Linked DNA regions of Mus musculus: regions 2 and 3 are each linked to region 1. Evidence: chromatin contacts called from public HiChIP or PLAC-seq and promoter capture Hi-C data. All regions are on one chromosome and are shown on one strand. The core of a region is the stretch at or near the end of the contact, and the rest is flanking DNA. Distances in the headings are between cores, read along the strand shown. Region 1 holds the start of Gmnn (geminin). Region 2 holds the start of Cmah (cytidine monophospho-N-acetylneuraminic acid hydroxylase). Region 3 overlaps Cmah (cytidine monophospho-N-acetylneuraminic acid hydroxylase).

The links. Promoter capture Hi-C pulls out the DNA fragments that hold promoters and counts their contacts. HiChIP or PLAC-seq counts read pairs in DNA pulled down with a chosen protein or histone mark.
Region 2: a contact with region 1 is called in a promoter capture Hi-C map of liver, with 3 times the contacts expected there. The contact joins the promoter of Cmah here to the promoter of Gmnn in region 1. A contact is called at or near these places in 12 of 39 promoter capture datasets (the 3T3-L1 cell line, the C10 cell line, the HPC-7 cell line and 8 more), 4 of 115 datasets of contacts at active chromatin or transcription factors (bone marrow-derived macrophages, large pre-B cells and pro-B cells) and 1 of 9 other capture datasets (liver).
Region 3: a contact with region 1 is called in an H3K4me3 HiChIP or PLAC-seq map of the 230-238 cell line, with 15 read pairs. The contact joins the enhancer-like site here to the promoter of Gmnn in region 1. A contact is called at or near these places in 2 of 39 promoter capture datasets (hippocampal neurons and pre-B cells), 3 of 484 Hi-C or Micro-C datasets (B cells, erythroblasts and regulatory T cells), 6 of 115 datasets of contacts at active chromatin or transcription factors (the 230-238 cell line, the SCID.adh cell line, bone marrow-derived macrophages and 3 more) and 2 of 9 other capture datasets (adipose tissue and liver).

What each region holds. Positions count from the first base shown.
Region 1 is chr13:24,759,269-24,763,900 of GRCm38.p6, forward strand. It overlaps Gmnn (geminin), which reads right to left and starts at 2,669. Exons shown (of 7, transcript NM_020567.2): 1 at 2,545-2,669; 2 at 892-949. The coding sequence starts at 942.
Region 2 is chr13:24,324,902-24,329,533 of GRCm38.p6, forward strand. Cmah (cytidine monophospho-N-acetylneuraminic acid hydroxylase) reads left to right here and starts at 2,503. Exons shown (of 17, transcript NM_001111110.2): 1 at 2,503-2,587.
Region 3 is chr13:24,401,206-24,405,837 of GRCm38.p6, forward strand. All of the region lies in intron 2 of Cmah (cytidine monophospho-N-acetylneuraminic acid hydroxylase), which reads left to right. Among named protein-coding and RNA genes, the nearest start is that of Gm11342, 28 kb to the left of the region's middle. Within about 2 kb of position 2,051, at least 35 of the 459 cell types and tissues checked have an H3K27ac peak or open chromatin away from gene starts, as enhancers often do. A contact at or near this core is called in the 230-238 cell line, B cells, the SCID.adh cell line and 3 more, where this site is marked.

The sequences.
Region 1 (4,632 bases), core at 1,419-3,918:
AGCCAGACTTGGTGGCATAAACCTTTAATCCTGCCACTTGGAAGGCAGAGATAGGAGAATTTCTATGAATTTCAGGATAGCCACGGCTACTAGTAAGACCTTGCCTCAAAACAAGCCCTTCCAAAAACAAACAACAAAAGCCTTCTAAAATGCCCAAGCTATTATTTTAAAAACAAAAAGTTGCCTTCTTTATGATATGCAAATAGCCCCTGTAGTGTTCCCGATTTGAAAGTTTTATTTGGGAAAGAAAATCATTAGTTATACTGCCACCATGGGACAGCAAACAATGGTAAACACTCAAGCAAGGTTAGCAAGAACATGACACCACACCTGCGTGAGAAAGTTACTGTGCTTCACACGGCTGCGTCCACCTTTCCCACGGTAGCCTCTAGTGTTGCTTATCTCGCTGTGCAACGGAGGGACCAATGCCAGCCACCACGAGAACAAATATTATCACGACATCTCAGATACAATGTAGGTGCCAGATTAATCAAGTCTCCAAACAGAAGAAAATACAACTAAGTGCTTGATGTTGATCATGGTCAAAGAAGCCAACCCACCTGCTGTCATGCTCACGTTCACACACAACACTTCCACGACTTCCACTTCATAGATGTAAGCTTTCTGAACGATAGCCCACGGAATGTATACTACTATATCCTTTTCTCTAAACACACAGTGCACAGAAGAGCAGACTTCTAGACTCCAAGTTTCACTCATATTTAAATCTTAACCCTCTTCCTAAAACTATATACAAGCGTATACTCCGTTCACTCTGGCACTGGAGGAAATCTCAGCCCCCGGGGTTTGGGGCCAGCCTGGGCAACACAACAAAACTTCACCTCTTAATTAAAACAAATTCAAGCACACTGAAGTGGCTCCATTACATACCTTCACATTCTCTTGGGCTCCCTCCTGCTTCTGCTTCATACTGAGATTCATTTTTCAGCTGGCAAAGCACAAGAAGAAAAGGTGATTTCAGTATTTATATCTGAATGTGGAATCTAGATTTTTTTTTTAGAAAATTATTTATACCACAAAAATCTTACTACTTTATGGTAGAACCACTATCTGTAACAATGGCACAGTGTCCTGTACAAACTACAGAGATCTCAAAAAGACCTGAGAAAAGGGCACTGGGAAAAGCCAAACAGACACTTGGGCCCATTCACCCTAAAGAACAGCATCATGCACATGACTGCAATCCTGGAACACGGTGGAGATAGGAGCCTATGGGAGCCTAGGCTACGCAGCCAAGAGCCTGTCTCAAAAACAAAAACAAAACCCAAGATCTTTTGGCTCCAACCAAGATGTCGAGCTCAGTGAGTACTGTGCATAACAAGCATGCACAAAGGCTCAGCTCAGTTCCTGGTACTGCATAACCAGACACAAGTCCATAATACCAGCAGCTGGGCAGAGAACCAGAATTCAAGGTTATAGTCAGCTACGTAGCAAACACAAGACCAAGCTGAATTTAAAAGGAGGCTAGGGGGAACGGTAAACTGTACCCCCCACCTCTTACTTACATGTAATTAAAAATTTACATTGTGCCCTGGCACTCACCCATGTATGCAAATATAAACAACTTATAGCCCAGCCAGAGTGGTGTTCTGTTATTTCCTATTCTATTTCAAGTTAATAAAACCCGATCGCCAAAAACAAAACAAAACAAAACAAAACAAAAATTGGGCAGCGGTGGCACACGCCTTTAATCCTAGCACTTGGGAGGCAGAGGCAGGCGGATTCATGAGTTCAAGGCCAGCCTGGTTTACAGAGTGAGTTCCAGGCCAGGGCTACACAGAGAAACCCTCTGTCTCGGAAAAACAAACAAACAAACAAACAAACAAACAAAAAACCCGATCGGAAACCTATTCGCAGGGGCTTTGATGTATTTCTCTTTTCTTTTTAAATGGCTAAGTGGGCAAAGCTGACCTTGAACTCCTGTACCTCCTGCCTCAACCTCCTGGGTGCAGGAGACTGAGCACTGACACCAGGCCCAGACTTGGATAACGAAGGCAGTGGGCCAAGATCCCGCTATCATTAGTGAGTCGTGAGCACAGAGACAGTGTCGGAGAACCTACTATCACCTACAGCGGCACCACTGGGAGAGCAGACGCAGGACTCAATGCCCTTGTCCCAGGAGTAGCGTTTGCTGCAGTTGGTGAGCAGGCGGGAGGGATCTACACCCAGTTCAACCCCTAGCCGTGCAATCAGCCCGGACTCCGAGGCAGCAAACTTCCCCGGGCGCGCCGGCCCCGCCCAACGCGGCGCGCGCCAGCCAATAGGAAGAGCGAACACCAGAGCGCGCCAAAACCGACCTCACCAATGGCGCAGCCCCTCGTCTCAGCTCGCCCAGCTTTGCCTTGCAGTCGGGCCGAGACTCGGGTCCCTTTCAAGTCCCCAGACTCGGGTCCCTTCAAATCGTCGCCTCCCAGGCCGGCTCCCCGTGGCTGAGAAGCAGGCCGGGCATTCGGGCCAGCCCGGCGATCCCGCGGCCGGAGTTGCACTCGCCCCGCCCTCGGTCTCCCGCGCCCTCGGACTCACAGACAGCAATGCTCAGTTCCCGGCGAGCGTGAGAGCCGCACAAGGCCCTGGCACCACACCGGATTCAACGACGCCAGAACGACCCGAACCTGCAGACTAACCCGCCGACCCGGTAGCTGACGCGCCGAAAGGCGGAGCCTCGGCATTCAGCCAATCGCCTCTCGCCGCCGCCCACCGCGCCCGTGGCTTCCGTGCGCCTGCGCACCCAGCCAAGGTGCGTGCAGTCTCTGGAAGAGGTCACCGAGGTTCCTCTTGCCTTAGGAGTGTGTGCCCTCTGACCTTGCCGTCTGACCCTCCGCTTCCGGCTCCAAGTGTCTGCCGGCGAGGACAAAAGAGACTCTCACTAGCGGCAAACACGAGAATATACATATATTTTTTCCAAGGTATTTTGTGTGTTTAGTTTTTAATATACATACATGCAAGCATGCATACCTAGATGCGCACACACTAAAGGAAGCAAATAAACAGACGAAACGTGATGACTCAAAAGTCACACTGTGACAGTCACTAGAAATAGCAAGGGCCCGCTTCAAGCTAACAAAAAAAGTTGAAGCTGAGGAATTTTAACTCTATACTTAAGACAGATGACTTTTACTGTATTTGAACTAGACCTCAATTAACTGGCAAGATGGCTCCTTGGTTGAGAGCATTTGTTCTTGCACGGGACAAACCTGGGTTTGGTTCCAAGCACCCACATGGTGGCTTACAACCATCCATAGCCCTTGTTCCAGGAGATCTGATGCCCTTCATGGACACCAAGATGAATATGCATCACACAGGCAACTTTGAAAAACCTAAACTATACCTCAGTAAATCTAAACAAAGGAGGGAGGGCTGCAATACAGGAAACCTCTATAAAGGACTTCCTGGCTGGCTATATAAATATAAGTTTAAAGCCAGCCAGGTTACATAGACAGAATGCAGTAGGGTTGCTAACACCAGAACCTGCTTTATCAGTCAATAACAATTTAGAAGGAAACAGAACTAGGGCCAAGGGAACCGCGATGGCCTAGAGGCTGAGAAAAGTCAATGTATTTGTCACCTTACTTGTTGCTGTAACAAATACCTGACCAGTGCAACTTAAGGAAGGGTTTGTCGGGGCTCACAATTTAAGCGTACAGTCCTCAGAGTCGGGAAGGTATGGCAGTGGGGGGAAGGGGGGCAGCAGGTCCCATACATGCAGGCCAAGCATTTGTACACATACAAAATGTTGCATGTTAGCCAGCACTAAATCCTGCTCAATGGGAAAATATTCTATCCATTTCCACAGAGAACCTGTATTCTATGGTCCAGCCAGTTACCACACTATCACCTCTCAGCCTCAAGTCCCCTGGCAAGTTCCAGAGGAACTGCATATGTGTTCTGCCCTCAGAATACTGGCGACTTCTCCTTTGCTCTCTCATGCTCTCTAGTGAGACCTGGACTTCAGGTCTGGATGAGGAAGAAAGTTCTTGGTGGGAAAGTTAAGATTCTTCCTACTCAAATTTTTGTGGATTATTTTGTTTGCTTGCTTGCTTCTCAAACAGGGTTTCTCTGTGTAGCCTGGACTGTCCAAGAACTCACTCTGTAGAACAGGCTGGCCTCGAACTCATAGAGATCTGCTTGCTTCTGCATCCCGAGTGCTGGGATTATAGGTGTGCACCAACACCACACTGAGGCTGTTACTCAAAGTTTTAAAAGAATTTTCTTTTCCTAAGAAATGCAATTTGAAGCTGGGTATGATAGCTCACACCTGTAATCCAAACACTAGGGAAGTTGAGGCAGGAGGATCTTGAGTTTGAAGTCATCCTGAGCTATGTAGGGAGACCCTATTCCAAAATGAGGGAACGGGGGGAGGGGAGGGGGAGAGAGGGAGAGGCTAAGGAAATGGCTAAGCAGATAGAGTGCTTACTGCAGAGACTTACCATGTGAATTCCATCCCCAGGACCCGATGGTAAGAGAGCACTGGCTCTTAAAAGTTGTCCTCTGACCTACACACACACACACACACACACAGAGAGAGAGAGAGAGAGAGAGAGAGAGAGAGAGAGAGAGGTGAATGTAAAGAATAGAAAAAGAAAAGTGACATAAGGAACAGCGGCTACCCTT
Region 2 (4,632 bases), core at 1,253-3,752, 430 kb before region 1:
TAAAATATGTTCTGGAAAGGACTTCCCATTGCTGCATGTATTTCCTATCTTCCAAACCAGAGCTTTGCCAGAGCTTTGCCTCCACTCCAGTCTCATTACTATCATTTCTATGACTACTCTTTAGAGACAGGGTCTCCCTGTGTAGCCAGGCTGGCCTAGATCACAGCCATCTTCTTGTGGGAACCTCCCAAGTGTTAGGATTAGAGGCCTGGGTTGTGCCTAACAAAGTTGTGACTGTTACATGGAAAGAACTTCACCCTGCAGAAAATATCAGGCTAATTTCTTGAGTCAGATGGGGGACCCATGCATCAGAAAACGGTCACTGCCCATCTGGCAAGATGGTCTTGCTTCTTACTGCCTTCTTGAGTCTCAATGTCATGCTTCTTTTAGTGAGTGCAGTATCTGCAACAGGGTAGAAGTAGCTAGATTCATGGCTGCATCACAGAACCTAGAAGGGAACCTTACTTAGCATGAGTTTGGTAGTAGATGTCCCCAGTAGAGCTTCTGTTTGTTCTCAGTAAGGATACTATTGTTGGGAGAAGAAGCAGCTATCTTGTGTTCATGTTATCAGTAATTTGGGGGTTACAACTATTCCCCCCTTTTTTTGGTGACTCCAGAGGCCAATCTTGGACTCTTTATAGGCTTAAATCATCTGTGCTAGCTGGTTGGTACTGGGATCTCATCACCATCAATTGAATACTCCCTAATCTCTGCTTTATATACAGCAAAAGCTTATTGATTATGCATGGCCCGAATGTGAGCAGTAACAGAAGACTTATCAGGGGCCCTGTAATTGTAGAAATGAGGGTAGTTAACCATGGGGAAGTATTAAATAGTGAATGATACCAGCTTTTGGAGTTTTCTCGTTCTTTTTTGGCGCCTCTCTATGCTTTCTCTAACCTTAGCTAGTAATTCTCTGATTATTCCAGAGTGATTTACCTAAAAGCAACATTCTTCTCATAGAGCCGCACACAAGCCTCCCTGCTGCAGGAGCAAAGTCTAACCCTCGTCTGTTCTGAAGAACTGCCTCAGCCAGAGAATCTACATTTCGCTCTAGGTATGCGATGGATTTTTCTAAGTATTGGATGTCTTGATCTATATCTAATTTAAGGCTGTTGTAGTTCTTCTCTTGCAACGTTAGGGCTGCTATCCCGGAGCTAGCCCTGCTCCCAGAATTACAGCCAAAGTTAGGGAAATAGGTTCTCTCTTCTGTCTCATGAGGTCTCCCCCAACATGCCCTATTAGGTTCTTTGGCACTATTTTTTCTGAATAATAGGTTATGCGTGGCACCAACTGAACTACAATACAGAACTCTTTTGCAGTAGGGGAATTAAGGACCTCTCCGTGCACACATGGAGTCAACCCTGTTGAACAGTCCCACCAAGCCTGTTCAGGGGTGGGTGGGTGGGTAGGAATAACCCAGTTTGAATGAACCATGGGGGTTTTTTGGTTACAAAGGTGCTGATGTGACAAGGGAATGTTCCCCAGGCAGGTCCCCTGTCTTGATATGGTGGTCTGCAGGATTAAGGCTGGACCTCTTGGGACCATCTGCATGCAGTGTCTCTCTCAGACTTATTATATCTAGATATAAATCCAACACCTTCATAAAAAGGGGGTCTGGCATTAGAGCACAGCCAGCAGGAGGTGGTTAGCTCTGGCCGGGAGCCGTTCAAAATCTGAAAGGTTTTTAGCATCATTGACCAGAGCAGATCTACCAGCTCTGTGCGATTCAAAAAAGATCCTGGGGCTGGGGACCCCTGCTGGGGGAGGACTTGGGGAGGGGGCAGCAGTCCAAGGACGGGCTTTGGCGCAGGTTTTTTCGGGGCAAGACCTCTTGGTTTAGGGTTTGCCAAAATCCGATTTGGTCCTACAGCCACCCGCAGGGGGTTCACAATTGGTTTTACCACAAGTTTGATGGTGAAGAGGAGGCCTGGACTAATCCCTCCAATGACATGGAGTCATTGACATGGAGTCAGAGGCCCCAGGACCTCTCAGCTTCCCAACCCTTCCCTGTTTCCCTTTGTCTGTAAACCTCAGTAAAACTTCAGACCTGCTCCCCTTCCTGCCAACTGTGATAAGGTCTTCCTTCGACACTCCCCAGGTTTTTTAGCCCTCTAACTGATGTCTCACACCCCCCAGGAAGTACAGTAAAATTGTTCTGGACCCCCACATGTAATAGTCCTTTTCTGTCCTGGACATATATAAAGTTCTTCACCGACATGGTGGATATGAATGCCATAAAGTCTGTTAGGTGTCAGGCCATGAGTTATCAGCCAGCTGGCACAGATCAAAGGTTAAATCTGGAAACCACCGGGTCCCAAGTGACTTTTTTGTATTAGGAGGTTGGGCCCGGTAACCCGTTTCAGGATTCTCAACTGTCCAAGTCAAGTCATAAGGCTGGTGTGAGTTTTTGATCTCTGAATGGAGACATGGGCTAGGAACAGCAGTGCATGAAGCCAGTAAAAACAGCAAGCTTAGGACAGAGTTAATTTTAACTTGAAGGGATGAGTGCCCTTTTGGACCCTCCATTCTGGCAGTGGCAGCTGTGAAGTCTAGCGATCTTCTTCTGGAGAGAACAGATCAGCAGGTGAGTGCAGTGTATCCAAGTAGTGATACAGTCCACCTTTACAGCTGTTAAAATTGTTAGCAGGATAATGTAGGGTCTCTTCTAACAAGGCTCCAGCGCTTTCTGGCAAAACTGCCTCACGTAGACCTAGTCTCCAGGTTGAAACTTATGGGGCTCTGGAACTGGGGCCTGCTTCATAGAGGGCACACAGTTTAGACCAACCCTGCTCGTGAACCCATTGAGTTGCTCTGACCTTCGTTATGAATTTCATAACCTTCTAATTCTGCAATGGCTACTGACTGAAGGTTAGGGACAATAGGGGCAGGGACACCATACATGATTTCAAAAGGAGTTAGTCCTAACTGGTAAGCACAAAGGGAAGGAGTGTCACCTAGTCTATGGCAGACTCTAGGGCTAATTTAGTCAAGGTCTCCTGAAGTGTCTGATTCATTCTTTCTACGTGTCCTGAACTTTGGGGCCTGTGCACAATGTAACTTCCTATCTGTCCCAATATATCTCGCTACATCCTGGCTTACTTTGGACACAAATGCTGTCCCATTGTCTGACCCTGTCATATGAGGGAATCCATACCTCGGTAGGATATCTTCCAGCAACTTCTTAGCCACTGCCTTTGCAGTCTCAGTCTTTGTTGGAAAGGCTTCTGTCCACCCAGAGAAGCTATCCACGAACACTAGTAAGTCCCTGTAGCTGTACTTTCCTGGTTTGATTTCTGTAAAATCAACTTCCCAGTAGGTCCCCTGGTCTCTATCCTCACAGACATAAGCCAGAATGTTTGGCAGTGCTGTGGGTGTTGGTCAATTGGCAAGCTCTGCAGCTTGATATTACATCTTCGACAGTACGCTGCATTTTTCTGAAAATCACTTTAGATTGTCTCACTGTATCTGCCATCCGTTTCACTCCCATGTGAGTGATTCTGTGGATTTTTTTGAGGATAGACCTTGCTAGGGGGGCAGGTAATATTAGCTTACCTTCAGCCATCTGCCACCAGCCCTCTGAACACTGGTTCATGGGCTGACTCTTGGCTCATTTGACCTCCTCCTCCGTGTAGGCTGGGCATTCCTGTAGGTTGGGGTCGGGTGGTTCTGGTAAAGTTGCAGCTAACACGGAGGCAGCTGTTTCCTCTAAGGCTGCCTCTTTGGCAGCTCTGTGAGCCAAGTTCTTACCTCTGGTGACTGCCGTGGTTCCTTTTTGATGGCCTGGACAATGTATGATTGCCATTCTCATTGGCAGCCAGAGGGCTTCAAGGAACTGTAGGATCCCATCTTTGTTTTTGATAGTTTTTCCTTCTGCAGTTAGGATCCCTCTCTCCTGGTATATGGCTTCATGTATATGGGCCAACGCATACCGGCTATCGGTGTAGATGTTGATGGCTAGCCTTTTTCCCATGATGAGGGCCTGGGATAGCATCAGTTCAGCCCTAGGAGCTAAGGCATCTGCGGGGAGAGACTGGGCCCAAATTACCTCTGTTTCTGTGGTCACTGCAGCTCCTGCCTTCCTCTGTCCCTCTCGAATGAAACTGCTTCTGTTCATGAATCAAGTCTGCTCTGCCCCTGTCAAATGCGAGCCTTTTAGGTCCGGTCGAGTACTGTATGCTTGTGCCAAGGTTTCACTGTATTGGTGGAGCAGCTGATCCAAGTCCGGGTAAGGAAGGAGAGCTGTGGGATTTAAGGAAGCAGGCGAGTGGAAAGTAACTTGGCCAGGATTGATTAGTAGGGTCTGATAGTGAGTCATGCAGGCATTACTGAGCCACCTGTCTGGTGGCTGTTTGAGCACCCCTTCGATTGCATGGGGGGGGGTAGCCACAGTTATATTCTTTCCTATATCTGCATCTTTAACCAGTAATGCCGCAGCCACAACGTTGCACAGTCAGGGTGGCCATCCTGCTGCCACTGGGTCTAATTTCTTTGATAGATAGGCCATAGACTGTTTCCATGGTCCCAGAGTTTGAGTCGGGACCCCTTTGGCTATTTACTTCTGCTCGTTGATGTACAGATGAAATGGTTTTGTTATGTCTGGAACCATCTGGAAGCCCCAAAGCAGGAGCT
Region 3 (4,632 bases), core at 801-3,300, 360 kb before region 1:
GAAATAAAAATTTATATATAAAATATAAAATAGAAATAAATTGGAAAATTGTATAAACACACATATATTTAAATCATGTGAATTAAAGGGCATTTGTGCTAAATTTACACTTTAGTGGGTGCTGATTTATCTATAAGCTAATTTGGAACTATACAAACAATATGCAATCATAAGCACACAGGCAGATATGATATACGATACGTACCTGTACACATACATAAGAATAGTCAAAGCCCCAAGATTTCATAGCTTCACTTAGAATCATCATTTGCTAATTTTCAGAAAGTTAAACCCGTGGCGATGTGACTGCTTCCTTCAGGGACCTAGGCAATCAATCTTTAATCGCAAATGTATTCCTTCAAACATAGGTCTTTTTGCAAAAGAAAATAATAGTATGTACATCTAAAATATCAGAGCATAATGTAAATATCATTGAGAAGGCTTTAAAAGTCCAATGTGGCAAAAAAAAAAAAAAAAAAAAAACAAAACCCAAAATCTGGGGCATGTTCTAGATACTTCAGTGAGTTTCTTTTGCAGTTAGATAGTACTGGGATTAAAGGCGTGTACTGTTGCGGCCAACCAGCAGCTCGAAACGAACGGTTCAACTGAGATGGCAGCTCGGGCTGAAAGAGAGGAACTAGACGGACAGAAGAAAGAACGGAGCCAAGTCAAAAGCAACTCTGATCAAAGCTCAATTTTACTAAATCAGCACGCAGTTATGTAGGAGAGGAAGGGGGGGCCGATTCCCGCCAAATAGTCTGGGGGACCAGTAGCAGGGTGACCACGTGGATGGCTCCAAACAGCAAAGCGGCAGGTTCCAGCAGTGGGCGTGGCAGAACGATTGAGCAGGCAAGCTCCATCCAGGTGTAAACAGAGGAACCCTAAAGCTGGGGGAGGGGAGGCTACAGTGTACCACCAAGGTGTCTCATGCAATTAATTTTTGAAATGGTCGGTTAAATGTCAAAGGTCCTATTTTGGTAGCAGTGGCACAGCTAAGTGACAGAACCCCTATGATCCTGTTGCTGTCTGTGTGGGTAGCAAGAAGCGAGTGGACATTGACTGCTGCCTGACTGTCCTGGTGCTGGCCCTGCCACACTCCTGGTGGCCCTGGGCACAGAACTCTGTTACCTTGCACATCAGGTGTGCTGTCTTCTCACTGCAAAGCTCAGGGTGGCCATGAACAGATGACAACAGAAAATGTTATTGTAATAGTGGGTGGGAAGCAGCAACGTTGTACAGCAGTCACTGGAAGATGCTTACATAGTCTGCCCGAAGTTGGGACACATTGAAAAGCAAGTTGAGTTTACTGCTCAGAGAGTGTGAATGCTTCCAGTGAATGCTCCTCTGCTGGGAGAAGTAACTGTAGTTAATGAAGTGTTTGCAGAGCATCTGTTATGTCAGATGATCAAGATGATGCCATGAGGCCCTTGACTCATTGCTGAAGGGAGCACGTGTAAAATCCATTGGGGAGTTTCTATGCTACCCTCAAATATATGGGGTGAAGTAACTTGCTCCAGCATGCTTGCCTTCAAATAGTAGTGGATAGACAGGCTAAATGATCTTTATCATTCCCCTCTCTTTCTCCCCCTCCTCCTCTTCCTCCCCCCTCTCTTTCCCTCCTCCTCTCCCCCTCCCCATCCCTGTTCCTCCCCCTCCCTCCCTTCCTCCCTTCCTCCCCTCCTCTCTCTCTCTCTCTCTCTCTCTCTCTGTGTGTATGTGTGTGTGTATGTGTGTGTGTGTGTGTGTGTGTGTGTGTGTGTAACCTCCTCTCAATAGTATTGCTAGGAAAAAAAAACAGCTTCTGTAATGAGAATTCTGGTTTCTTTAAAGACTCAGTTATGCTATGTGAATATGTTTTTGTTTTAATCCCAGGTGTGGAATAAGAGGCTGTGTCACAGCAGGTGATTATGACTTTCCTCTTGCACTACCAGGGGCATGATTCTTGCCAGTTGCAGATAGTTAAATTCTGAGGACTCTGGAGAAGGTATAAACAGAAGAGCCCCAAGGGCCTGTGGTGGCTGCTGCTTCCTGCTGTTGCTTTTAATAGATTGCTGGTTTACCATTGTTGGGTTTCTGGACATTGATATTCTGACAAGGAAGATCTCTGTCTTGCCCCTAGAGACCAGATGCCTCTAATTAGCAGGAAGCAGCCTAAGGAGATCCATGCCTGACCTACCCAGTGCTGTGGGGTTGAAAGGGTTAGAGTGTAATAAGGATTGAAAGAGTGGTAGATAGAAGAATTCAATGAAATAGCAATATATACGTGTGTGTGTGTGTGTGTGTGTGTGTATGTGTGTGTGTGTGTGTGTGTGTGTTGTGCCAACAAACTTCCTAATGGGTGCAGGTAAACATTATGCACTTCTCTTTTGATCATGCCTTAGACTCAGTCTTTGGACCAGGGACTAGGCTTTGTTATTCAGAATTCAAGGTATTATCTACAGTAAAAAGTGCTTCTAAGAATTCTGTATTTTGGGATAGCAATGTTATTATAAGTCTCACATAATTTGGGGTGTTTTGTTTTGTTAGGTTTTTTGCTTTTGTTTGAGAAAGAGCCTTGAATTTATAGAAACCCATATGCCCCTACCTCCTAAGTTCTAGGATTAAAGGCTGCTCCCAACACATATAATATTGTAACTTGTCTATGTCTACCCCTGGGTTTATGTCAAAAGACTTAACAATCTTCCCATTGAAAATGTCTGGGTTGGGCTGGAGAGATGGCTCAGGGGTTAAGAGCACTGACTGCTCTGCCAGAGGTCCTGAGTTCAATTCCCAGCAACCACATGGTGGCTCACAACCATCTGTAATGGGATCTGATGCCCTCTTCTGGTGTGTCTGAAGACAGTGACAGTGTACTCATATAAATAAATCTTTTTTTAAAAAAAAGAAAATGTCTGGGAGTGGAATAAATTGTATGCTATACAGTGTGATATGAAGGACTACTGCCTTAAGCTCACAATATGTTGCACTGGCTGCTGCTCTTTTATGCAAAGCAAGAGGCTTGCAGAACAAGAAGAAACAAAATATACATCTTCTCCATTAAAAAAAAAAATCATGAAAGTTACAGGTTAAGTATAGCTCTCCTGCCTAATCAGAGTAGCTTCTTTTTAGTAGCAGATGGAGACTATTATGGAGATCTGCAAGTTGGTCAAAAGGCAAAGAATAAATGGTACTAAGATGCCCATCCCAATCTGTGCATCTACAATGCAAACCTGATAACTACGGCTTAGAGAACATCATGGAAGGAGCAGGCAGAAAGATTGCAAGAGCCAGAGGTCCAGGACACTTGCAGCAAGATCTCCTTGACAAGATCGAGAAGTGGTATCTATGAAATCTTATCAATATGGTTGTCTAATGAAGACTTGCATAAGGACAGCACCAGGTGACATGCTAGCACAGATATGGAATTTCCCAGGGCTCCACCCCTAGGAGAAGAACTACAGGCAATAGTGGCTGCAGAGAGCAGAAGAATTTATCTCTCCAGGGATGATCTCCCTGATAGGTTTTCTAATCTGAAGTGGTCAGCCCTAAATACGTGTATATATTGGGTGTATAATCTATATCTGTCTATGTAACAATAATAAACAAGGATCATGAATTTGGGAGGGAGTAAGGAGAAGTAAGGGAGAACTTGGAGGGGGCAGAAGGAGAGGTAGAAATAATGTAAATATAGTACTCATGTATAAAATTCTTTAAAAAGCAAAACATCTAAATTTAAAAAATCATATTTTGATAACAGATTTAAGTGAGTCCTTTTGCGGGCAACCAGAACGGAGAATTTGTTCACTCTCTTAGACCTCGTCTGAAGCTTTTTCTTGATAGGTCTCTATGATTACCCTCTCCTCCCAGATACAAACTCTCTCTAACCACACCAACCTGTGAGGAGGTTTTCCAGCCCCAAGACTTTAAGGTTAAGATGCAATTTTTACACTTTTAGTTAGCCACGGCATGCCATTCTAATCTACCCAGTCCTTAGGTACTCTGTCATCAGTCTTGTTCACCAACTCTGTCCAGCACTGTCCATCAGTCTAGGGGAGATTTCTTAGTAGAAGGCTTGGAACATCTTCAAAAATCCATCTAGAAACCCAGTGGCAGGCCCCAAGAAGCATTCTCCCTTGGGATAAGTTTCTGGTACTACAGGAGCTCCTGGAGAGACTATGTTTTTATCTGGAGTTGGGTAGCAGAAGCCCAGAGTTAACAAGCAGAACATCCTATGGGAGATGTTGCATGTAGCTTTTCACTACCCCACCTAAGCTCTGGAATTGGGTCATGTCACCAGCCCCCTCCCAGCTCCCCTTGAATCTACGGATAACACACACACACACACACACACACACACACACACACACAAGCACACACATATACAGAGTTGTTTATTTTCAACAACTGAACAACTGTTGGCAATTGCTGGGTACTACTACCTCCCACCTAGAAAATCATACCTTTAATAATATCTTTATCTCTGCTCCTCTCACCTTTCCTAAACTTCAGGCCCACAGTCAGTAAGCAGATGAGACATGAATGACAGAGCTCAGCTCAGTTTCTTTTTTTATTTTATTTTATTTTATCTTATCTTATTATTTTATTTAAATTTTTTTATTACATATTTTCCTCAATTACATTTCCAATGCTATC